2 separate regions of the Mus musculus genome follow, and region 2 is linked to region 1. The links are chromatin contacts, called in public ChIA-PET maps. All regions are on one chromosome and are shown on one strand. Each heading gives the region's core, a stretch centred on a gene start, on an enhancer-like site or on the middle of the called end of the contact. The rest is flanking DNA. Distances are from core to core; before and after follow the strand shown. Region 1 overlaps Abi3 (ABI gene family, member 3). Region 2 overlaps Skap1 (src family associated phosphoprotein 1).

What was found. ChIA-PET counts read pairs in DNA pulled down with a chosen protein or histone mark.
Region 2: an RNA polymerase II ChIA-PET map of memory CD8 T cells shows a contact between it and region 1, with 5 read pairs. The contact joins two enhancer-like sites. A contact is called at or near these places in 1 of 115 datasets of contacts at active chromatin or transcription factors (memory CD8 T cells) and 1 of 9 other capture datasets (pancreatic islet).

The regions. Positions count from the first base shown.
Region 1 is chr11:95,831,163-95,836,003 of GRCm38.p6, reverse strand. Abi3 (ABI gene family, member 3) reads left to right here. Exons shown (of 8, transcript NM_025659.4): 3 at 50-226; 4 at 1,613-1,698; 5 at 1,906-2,001; 6 at 2,204-2,364; 7 at 2,670-2,795; 8 at 3,128-4,841. The coding sequence ends at 3,291. It overlaps Phospho1 (phosphatase, orphan 1), which reads right to left. Exons shown (of 3, transcript NM_153104.3): 3 at 3,864-4,841. The coding sequence ends at 4,695. Among named protein-coding and RNA genes, the nearest start is that of Abi3, 8.9 kb to the left of the region's middle. Within about 2 kb of position 1,668, at least 156 of the 459 cell types and tissues checked have an H3K27ac peak or open chromatin away from gene starts, as enhancers often do. A contact at or near this core is called in memory CD8 T cells, where this site is marked.
Region 2 is chr11:96,501,483-96,506,361 of GRCm38.p6, reverse strand. The region is part of intron 2 of Skap1 (src family associated phosphoprotein 1); the gene reads right to left. The region is part of intron 2 of Gm38960 (a long non-coding RNA gene); the gene reads left to right. Among named protein-coding and RNA genes, the nearest start is that of Gm38960, 36 kb to the left of the region's middle. Within about 2 kb of position 1,486, at least 18 of the 459 cell types and tissues checked have an H3K27ac peak or open chromatin away from gene starts, as enhancers often do. A contact at or near this core is called in memory CD8 T cells, where this site is marked.

The DNA of each region.
Region 1 (4,841 bases), core at 419-2,918:
ACAGGCTGTTTCTCACGGTCTCCTCCCACCTCCCGACCCTGTCGTGCAGATGGTAAACATGCATATGGAGAAGGTAGCTAGAAGGGAGATCGGCACTTTGGCCACTGTTGTGCGGCTGCCCTCTAACCAGAAAGTCATCCCTCCTGAGAGCCTGCCTTCCCTCACTCCCTACCACAGAAAACCCCTCAACTTTGCCTGCTTGGATGACATTGGCCACGGAGTCAAGGTAAGGGAAACCCTGCTGACCCCCCACTGCCCACCCTGTCCTGCCGTACAGCTAGCTCCCTCTCGTCTCGCCTTTCCCCAAGCTTTTGTACGACCTCACATCCCCTTCTTCCTCTCCACACTCCAGGACACGTGGCCTAAACTCCACTCTCCCTAGGTCCTTAACTTCCCTCTACTCAGACACTGCTCCTGGAAGATCATAAGCTGTCCCGGCCCCACCCCCCACTCCCACCCCACAGTGGGTCGTGTGTGTGGTGTGTGTGTGTGTGTGTGTGTGTGTGTGTGTGTGTGTGTGTGTGTGTGTGAGAAGGGGAAGAGGGGGAGGAGGGGGAAGGGTGTCAGGGCACGCATGAGAACCTCTCCTCAGCCACATGAGAATAGCGACTTCCTCTGTCTGGGGGTTTGAGGTCATTGCTCTAAGAAGTCACTCCAGAATGCTGCTGATAGGGACAGGAGGCAGCAACAAAAAGAGTTGGCGGAGGGGACCTTATCACACTGTGCCCAACTGCTTCATGTCAGATTAGATTAGAAGCTTTCCTGGGTCTTAACCCCTTGATACTATGCCAGACCCCCAGGAGAGAAAATACCTCTTTCCTTCAGTTCCCAGCTCTCTCTATCCGTTCCTTTTTCCTGTCCAGCCTTCTTATCTTTTGTTTTTCTTTTGATGGTGCCCTGGGTGGAACCCAGGCCTTCTATAAACTCAGCAGAAGCTCCATCCTGAGCTATGTACCCAGCCTCCAACTTATCCTTTATCCTGTAATTCCCGTCTTGCCTCTAGTGGGGCAGGGTGACAGAGAACATGACCTCCCCCACACCATCCCCTCCCCTGCTCACGCTGGGGGAAGTCCCAGTTTCAGAGGTGTCTCTTGGCTTTGGGATTGCACCCCATCATTGAGACTCTCCTAAGTGTCTTGGCTTCTGCCATCCCTCTGCCTTGAATTTGGGGACGGTCACTTCCATAGGTTTCTGGGAAACAAGGAGTCCCCCCCCCCCCCGTATGTGAGGCTCCTTAGCTCGCGCTGGAGTACAAGCTAAATCAGAGCTAAGGACCACCAAGCCACCCAGATCCCTGAGAATTTGAGATAGTGTGGGGTTGCAAAGGGCAACTCAGTCACTGTGGCTGTGCAGAGGAAGTGGCCTTCAGACGGCGTCTGTGCTGCGGGTTGTTTTCTGTGGGACGGCTTTGGGGGACCTGCTGCAGGCCTAAGGGGTGGGGGTAGGGTTAGGACGGGAGGAGGGCTGAGAAGTGGAAGTAGGAACTTGCTGAGTCTGGCTAGCCCTCCCAGTTCTCGCCCTCCGCTCCCCTCCCCCATTTCCTCTCAGGGATGTGGGTAAGAATGCCTCCCCGTGTCCCAGATGTCAATCAACCCTATCGTTCTCCCTTCAGGACTTGAGCACGCAGCTGTCACGGACCGGGACCCTGTCTCGCAAGAGCATAAAGGCGCCTGCTACACCTGTTTCCGCCACGCTGGGGTGAGGCCTCAAGGCCATGCCAACCAGCCCTACCCAGCCACTCGTGGTTCTCAACTGCTTCTTCCACCCCTCACCCTCAGCACCTGGCGCCTTGACGCTGCTGCGCCTGGCACCCAGCTTCACCCTCCGCCAGTCGCCCTTCCTCAACCCTAAACTCTGCTCAGCAGAGAACCCTCCCTCCTCACACCACCCTACTCCACTCCCTAGGAGACCACCCCGGATCCCTGAGCCGGTGCAGCTCCCAGCCGTGCCAGACGGCAAGCTCTCCGCTGCCTCCTCTGCCTCTTCCTTGGCCTCGGCAGGGTGAGCACTTGAGTCTAGTGGGTGGGTAGACAGCAGGTGGATTTTGAGAGGTGGCCTCCAGGCAGTCTTGTGGTTGAGAAAACGAAAAACCACTAGCTGGGGGAAAAATTAATGCAGATCTTACTATGAGGTCTGGGGACCCCTCTGGGACGCTGGGCTAGAAGGCGTCCGTCCCTAATCAGCATATAATCTGGTCTTTTAGCAGTGCGGAAGGTGCCAGTGGGATCCCCCAGTCCAAGGGACAGGTAGCGCCTGCAACCCCGCCTCCTCCACCTGTAGCACCTGTAACCCCGCCTCCTCCACCGTTGTCTGCCGAGGTCTTCTTGCCGCCCCCTCCGCTGGAGGTGTCCCAGCCCCCTCTGGGTAAGATGGGTCCTGCCTTCTCAGTATTCACTTTGAGTCTCTCTCATTCAGCCCTGTGCTCCTCAGGGACCCCAGAGAAGCAGTAGATAGACTATTTTACACTAGCCCTGTTTTTGAAGCTTCTCACTTAACGGAACCTTTATAGCTTAAGCCAGCTGCCTAGGTGTTGTCCCGTAGGATCTGTCTACCCTGTGCTGAGTCTGGCTAGAGGCATTATGAGTGATGACAGGAACTGGTTAGAGCTTGAGGATGCTGCAGGGTTGGCCCACTTTCCTTTACACGAACCCTTTTGTCTTCCTTCCCAGAAGCAGAGTTGCCCCTGCCTCCTCCCCCAGCTCTAGAGGGGGATGAACTGGGGCTGCTGCCTCCGCCCCCACCAGGTTTTGGACCAGATGAGCCCAGCTGGGTCCCTGCTAGCTACTTGGAGAAAGGTACCTTTGCAACTCTTGGGACTGAAAGGCAGCAGAATCCGTTGGCAGGTTTCTCTGGCTTCTGTTGCTTTGGCCTTCACTCTCCAAGCCGGAAGCATTTGCTTTCCCTACCAAGGTGCGGGCGACCCTATCTTTTTTCTCCATCTCCTTCCTTTTGGATGAGCTGAGTTCTGAACCCTGCTGGGAAAGAGCAGCTGGCCTGCTATTGAGTAGTACCTGACTGTTCCAAAGCCCCTCTACGCACGACCTAGTATTACAGCTCCTGTATCACCGTGGGCGGGTGCGTGCATGACCGAGGGGACACCTCACAAGGTTCTCTTCTTGCCCCACAGTGGTGACCCTGTACCCATACACCCGGCAAAAGGACAATGAGCTCTCCTTCTCTGAAGGCACCGTCATCTGTGTCACTCGCCGCTACTCGGATGGCTGGTGTGAGGGTGTCAGTTCAGAGGGCACTGGATTCTTCCCAGGGAACTATGTGGAGCCCAGCTGCTGACAGCCCAGGATCTATCCCTGCACCAACCCTGCACTGCCTCGGTGGGCCTCTCGAGCCCCAGGAAGCCAGCTTCCACAGTCAAAGCTGGACTAAGGACCTGTCTACCTCTTGGGCTGTGAACTGTGTTCAGTCCCTGCTCCATACAGCAGTGGGAAGAGGGTGGGCTAGAGAGGGGTGGTACTCAGGGGGGACTGCTGCAGATGGCATAAAGAATACAAAAACAAACAAACCTAGAAGGCAAGGAGTTTAAGCACCTTGCCCAGAGGACCCCCAGCTCATGCTCAGAAGATCGCCAGCTTTGAATAAAACTGCTGACCTCCTGGTAGTTGCTCCAAAGGGCTAGAAGGCCAGACAGGGAGTGATGGAAAGGGAACACGGAAGCCCTGCAGTCTGCCCCAGAAGGACTCTCAATCTCAACCCTCTTTACTCTTCCCATTAGGCCCCTGACGTCACAAGCAGCCATTCGCTGGGCTCTTCACGCCCTCACTACTTAAATAGGACTCCCTGAGAGCAGAGAGCACCTCTCTTTCATCCCCCCTTCTCACTGTGGCACAAGAGAACAAGTCCCTTTGTCCCCCTTCACCTCCTTTATTGGTCTGAAACTCCAGAGAGGGGAAGGGCTTGGGTTTCCCTGGCTCTGCTTAAAAACATGGCTTTCTGTTCCATAAGGGCAAAGGGGAATGCAAGGGGGGAGGGGTGCGGGGGGGGAGGGGACGACTTTGGTGAAGTCCCTGGTCTCTTGCTGGAGTGCTAGGATTTTTCACACTCTCCGAGGTCAGTGGTCGGTTCTTCTACCTCGTTCTACCAGCAGGAGGCGGTAGTTCCTTCTGACTTTTTCTTCCTTTGGGTGGGTGGGGGGTGTCTGGTGGGCGGGGGTGGGGTGGGGGTGGAGAGGGGGAAGGAAGCAAGGCGCAGCCAGCGCAGCGGTAGTGTAGGGTTGCGTTGGCTGAAGCAAGATCAAGACCTAGAGCTGTCTTCTGAGAGCATCATAGGTCTGCCGCGAGGAATCTGGTACTGGCATGCGGATTGGGGGATCCTGAGTCCGTTTGAAAGACTGGGCAGAGGAGGTTATGCAGCCGGTACAGCAGCTAAAGTAAGTGGGAGATGTTCCTTCTCCCAACTTCCAGGAACCCGTTCCTCTCAGTTCGAGGGGCACTGCCTGCCTTCCAAGGGGTGCTCACCTCCCTGGAGGGAAGGCAGCAGAGCTGTGTTAACTGCATAGATAGGGACGGCTCTGAACCCCTGCTCCCAGCCCACAAGCAGACTGAATTCCAGATATGCCCGGAGGAGCATAGCAAAGCGAAAGGAAAGAGGAGGGTAGTAAAACTAGGTGATCCTAACCAATCCCCAGTCCCGTCCCTCCTCCGTCGGTTGTCCCGAGCACCCCTGGCAGGCGATGGTCTTCAACACATCTTCAGCACCTGTTGCAGATGTTGGCGCACATCGGCGGCTGTTTCCCAGGGCACCACGTGGGCGCGGAAGGAGCTGGGCTCAGCTTTCTGTGCCTCCTGGATGAGGCGGTGCATGGGGTAGCCGCGGCGCGGGAAGGC
Region 2 (4,879 bases), core at 237-2,736, 670 kb before region 1:
CTGTCCACTGCCCATAGTCCCCCACAAGTGCCTCCCCCGTCCATGGCTGAATGATGACTGACGATGAGCCCAGACTCATACAGGACCCGTGCAGGCAACCACGGTTACTGTGAGTCCACGTATATAATGGTCATGCCATGCCTGTGGTGGTTTGAATAAGAATAGCTCCTATAGGCTTGCTCATATATTTAAATGCTTTGTTATTAGGGAACAGTACTATTTGAGAGGGATTAGGTGTGGCCTTGCTGGGGTAGGTGTGGCCTTACTGAAGTAGGTGTGGCCTTGTGGAGGAGGTGTGACCTTGTTGGAGGAGGTGTGACCTCGCCAGAGTGGGTGTGGCTTCACTAGAGGCAGTATGGCCTTGTTGGAGGAGGTATGTCCCTCGGGGGTGGGCTTTGGGATTTCATACGTTCCAGCCAGGCCTCAGTAACTTTCTCTTCCTGCTTCCTGTGAATCCAGATGTAGAACTCTCAGCTACTTCTCCAGTACTATGTCTTCCTGCATACGGCCATGCTCCCCGCCATGATGACAATGGGCTAAACCTTTAAACTGTAAGCAAACTGATGCTTTCCTTGATAAGGGTTGCTTGGAGGACACCGACCAAGACAATGTCCACGCCCACCTTCCAGTTCTCACATTCTTCCCATTCCTCCCTCTCTTCTTTAGTGTTCCCCAAGTCTTGAAAGTGGCGGTTTGGCTGTCCCATGCTAGTGTAGGCAGCCACCGATTACTTTTTCTCAGAACCTTGATGGACACAGGGCTTGCTCATTTTGGTGAAAAATTAAAAATAATAAAGTTAGGAGAAAATCGCTGGACAGGGCTGGAAAACTGAACAACACAAAATTTCTTAAGCCTCTAAATGAATTTATATTTTTAAAGAGGATGTAAAACATCAATGACTCTCTAGGTAACAACCCCCCTCCCCCCCCTCCCCCCTCCCCCCTCCCCCCTCCCCTCCCCCCTCCCCTCCCCCCTCCCCCTTCCCCCCCCCCCACACAAAATCAACTAAAACCAAACGTAAGAGACCTTCTAAGAGAGACATCTGAGAACAGGAGCATCCACGATGACTCTGGCCACTCACTGGTCCAAGAGCTGCTTGGAGAGCAAGCAAAGATGTCTCATGTGATGCTGTCTTGATCACCAGGCATTAAGCCCAATGTAAACAAATAACCAATACATATTGTTAAGTAAATTAACCACTTCCACCCTGTAATCTTCAGCCTGCTTTTAGTTGATTCCATTTCTCTTTATGGCCAACATAAAAATCAATCCCGGTGACTGATGTTTTGAGAAGGAGGAAGTGAATGGCCGACTCAAACACCAGCGTTCGGAAAAGTGGTCGGACAAATACAAATGCTCTGCTAAATCGGCTCAGAGTGCTGCTAATCCCCTTCTAATGAAGAATTCATCCTGTGTTAGCTCAAAGGGGGTAACAGCTTCGAAGCGGAAGTTGCTCTGTCAGCGATACCTCATTTCATGAGGGGCCCTTGACAGTGAACTTCCTTTACTTAAAAAAAAAAAAAGATCCCCAACACATTTTAGAGCAATCATCACAGAATATTCAAAGGACGGCATTTCACATGACTCAAAATTAATTTCCCTTCTGTGGGTGTGTTTTGAAGCATAGCATAAAACACCTCCAGAGACAGCCTGCTTGTTTACAGAGAGTGACCCGGGCCAAGCTGCATAGCTAAAGCCCTGTGTCCATTTTATCCAGCCCCTTCCGCTTCAGTAAGTACTAATTCTCATCCCACCTGGGAATCAAACCTCTCCCAGGGCTTCCCTCTCTGCCCTTTCTAAAACTGTGAAGGACTTTAATATCACTAACTTATTATTAAATAAATATTCACAGTAGTGAGTTAGAGAATACAAATAAACAAACAAAAAAGCATTAAATTCCACTTGCCAGAAATTACTATCATGGACATTTTGGTCTTTTGGATTGTTTGTCTGCTTTGTTTGTTTGTTTTCCGAGATTTTTTCATGGTGAGATTGAACGTATTTGTCTACCTGCTTTCTCACTTACATACCTTTGGTCAGTATCAGTGACTCGATTATGGTATCAATGATTACGTCACCATTGTGGAAACGTCGGCTCTCCGTTTTGTTAAAACGGAGGAACAAAACAAATGGGACTAAACTAAGGCTGTACTGAACGGAGGCAGAGAGCAACCGAGGTTTACGGTGACCTCACAGTGGTCCATGTTTTAGTCCCAATATCCCAGAGACAGAAGAAGGTGAAGACCAGCCTCATCTACATAGTGAGATCCTGTCTCAGAAAGAGAGCAAGGAAGGAACCGTCTTGTGAAGGCTAGTAGTTTGCCAGGAAGTGAAGGTATACAAATAGAAACATACATTGAAGGAGAAAGTCAGTAGGCCTTGTTGATAAGAGGAGGAGGGGGAGGAGGAGGGGGAGGAGGAGGAAGAGGAGGAGGAAGGGGGAAGAGGAGGAAGAGAGAGATATTAGGGTTAAGGAGTGATTCCCAGGGCTCTGAAAGTCTAACCCAGGAAAACTCATGGGTGAGTGGAGTTAAACCAGGTCTTCTTGGACGCTCCACAATTAGGAATCCTCCAGCAACAGGAACAGAAACCCCAGGTGACAGAGGTTTAGACATGTGATAGAGGTCTGTTTGCCATCATACAGAATATCTGGAGGCTGATTCTAGAGCTAGTGCTGAACTAGATCTTCCCACCTGCCCAGTATCCGCAGATCGATGCTACATGTCACATGTCAATGTACCGTAACTCTCAGGTGTAGAACTTTCTTGAGAGAGACTAGCAGGAGTCTCTGCCTTACATTCTGCCACTCAAACTACGTTCCCTAGAAACCCTAGGATAACCAAAGCAAAGTGGCTGACGTCATGACTCATCCCAAGGCTGGAAGAGCGGAGGGTGGCTGCTGAGGGGGAACTGGCTGGTTCTCTCCCAGCATTGTGGAGCCTGAGGTCTCATGAAACACCCAATATGCTGCCTGCAGATGAGCTGCTCTACAACTGGGCACCCAGGAGAGAAACAACTCTGGAAGGGGGGAGGAAGAGTCTGAGGAGGGCAGAGTGGAAGAAAGGGCTGAAGCAAGAGCCTCAGGGAAGAGCATGGATACCGTGAGGGAAAGGGAGGCTCCACAGAGGGAAGACGTTCTTAAACTTCTGAGGAAGGGGAAATAATCCAAGCTGTGAGAAACTTGAAAGGCCAAAGAAGATAAACATTGGCAGTATCATCCGGATGTGGCAACTGGAGTGACTGGACCATGGGGAAAGTGACTTCATTGGAGCAGAAGATGCAGTGTAAGGATGATAACTAACTGAGGATGGACCAGAGAAGAGGAACCAGAAGGGAAGGGTCTTCAGTTCAAGATGTCTACCTATTCAGGAAAAGAGCTAAGACAGTAGCTAAGGAGAGGGTGGTTGTTTAAGGCATAACGGGTTTTTAACCTGAGGGTGGAGTTGAGCACATTTGCATGAGGTTCAAAGAGATATGAAGAGGGAGCATCAACTTTAAGCAAAAAAAGGGGGTGGACAGTGGCAGGAGCAGGGTAACCATGACTTGGTGGACCAATACTTCAGTCCGAGGCAGGGCATGGTGGTGCATTCCTTTGATCTCAGTACTTGAGGAGCAGAAGCAGTTGTCTCTGTTGGTTAAAGGCCAGCCTGGTCTACACATCGAGTTCCAAGTCAGCCAAGAGCTAGGCAGTAAGACCCTGTCTTAAAAGAACCAAAGAAGGGCTGGAGAAATGGCTCAGAGATTAGGAGCACTGACTCTTCTTCCTGAGGTCCTGAGTTCAATTCCCAGCAATCACATGGTGGCTCACAACCATCTGTAATGGGATCAGATGCCCCCTTCTGGTGTGTCTGAAGACAGCAACAGTGTACCATATACATAACATAAACAAAATCTTTTAAAAACAAAACAAACAAAACAAAAAGCGGGGATGGCGACATAGGCAGCTGTATACAGTTTTAATCCCCAATACTTGGGAGGTAGAAGCAGGCAGATATCTCAAGGCCAGCCTGGTCAACAGAATGAGTTCCAAGATAGCCAAGGCTACACAGAGAAACCCTGTCTAGAAAATACAAAGAAAGAAAGAAAGAGAGAGAGAGAGAGAGAGAGAGAGAGAGAGAGAGAGAGAGAAAGAGAAAGAGAAAGAGAAAGAAAGAAAACCAAGAAAACAAACAAAAACCACTTAAGTTCTCAAATGGTATGAGGAAGGACTCTGGATGCCAAACGTGGCAGAGGAGCAAAGTATACAAAGCCTCCAGAACAGAGCTCCAAAGAACAAAGACTGAATATTGAGGGTCTAGGAGCGGCAGCAGAGCTTGGAGAACACCAGAAGCACTTCTGGAAGAAGGACATGCTCTGTTTAAGAGGATTGCAAGCAAAACCCTGTCATGCAGGAGAGCCCTGTATTACCCAGACACCGATGGAGAAAAGAGGTCACCAAGGAAACAGAAGAGGAGGCAGAGACAAGGTGGTATGAAGCTGAACAGGGGAGGCAACCAGAGGCAGAGAGCTGGTGACGGTCACGAAGAAGAAGGGAGTGGCCGGTGTGTATGTTCCCACAGTACTCGAAGATGCAGATGAGAATCCTGCAGCTTTTCGTCATAGATTTAATTCAAATGTTAGATAAAAGTCATTAAATGCAGATTCCGCCTCAGTGGCTCTGCTGGCCCGGAACCTGAGACTGTGCTGTCAGGGTTCCAGGAGAAGCAAAGAGCTAAACATGGACAAAGAGCAAAGGCTGTTCCATGCTTTGTCTCTTCGATTTACACTGTTCTGATGCTCTTTCATCCATTTCTATCCACCGATCTGTTTCCTAACTTTGTGTGTGTGTGTGTGTGTGTGTGTGTGTGTGTGTGTGTGTGTGTGTGTAAGAGCACAGAGT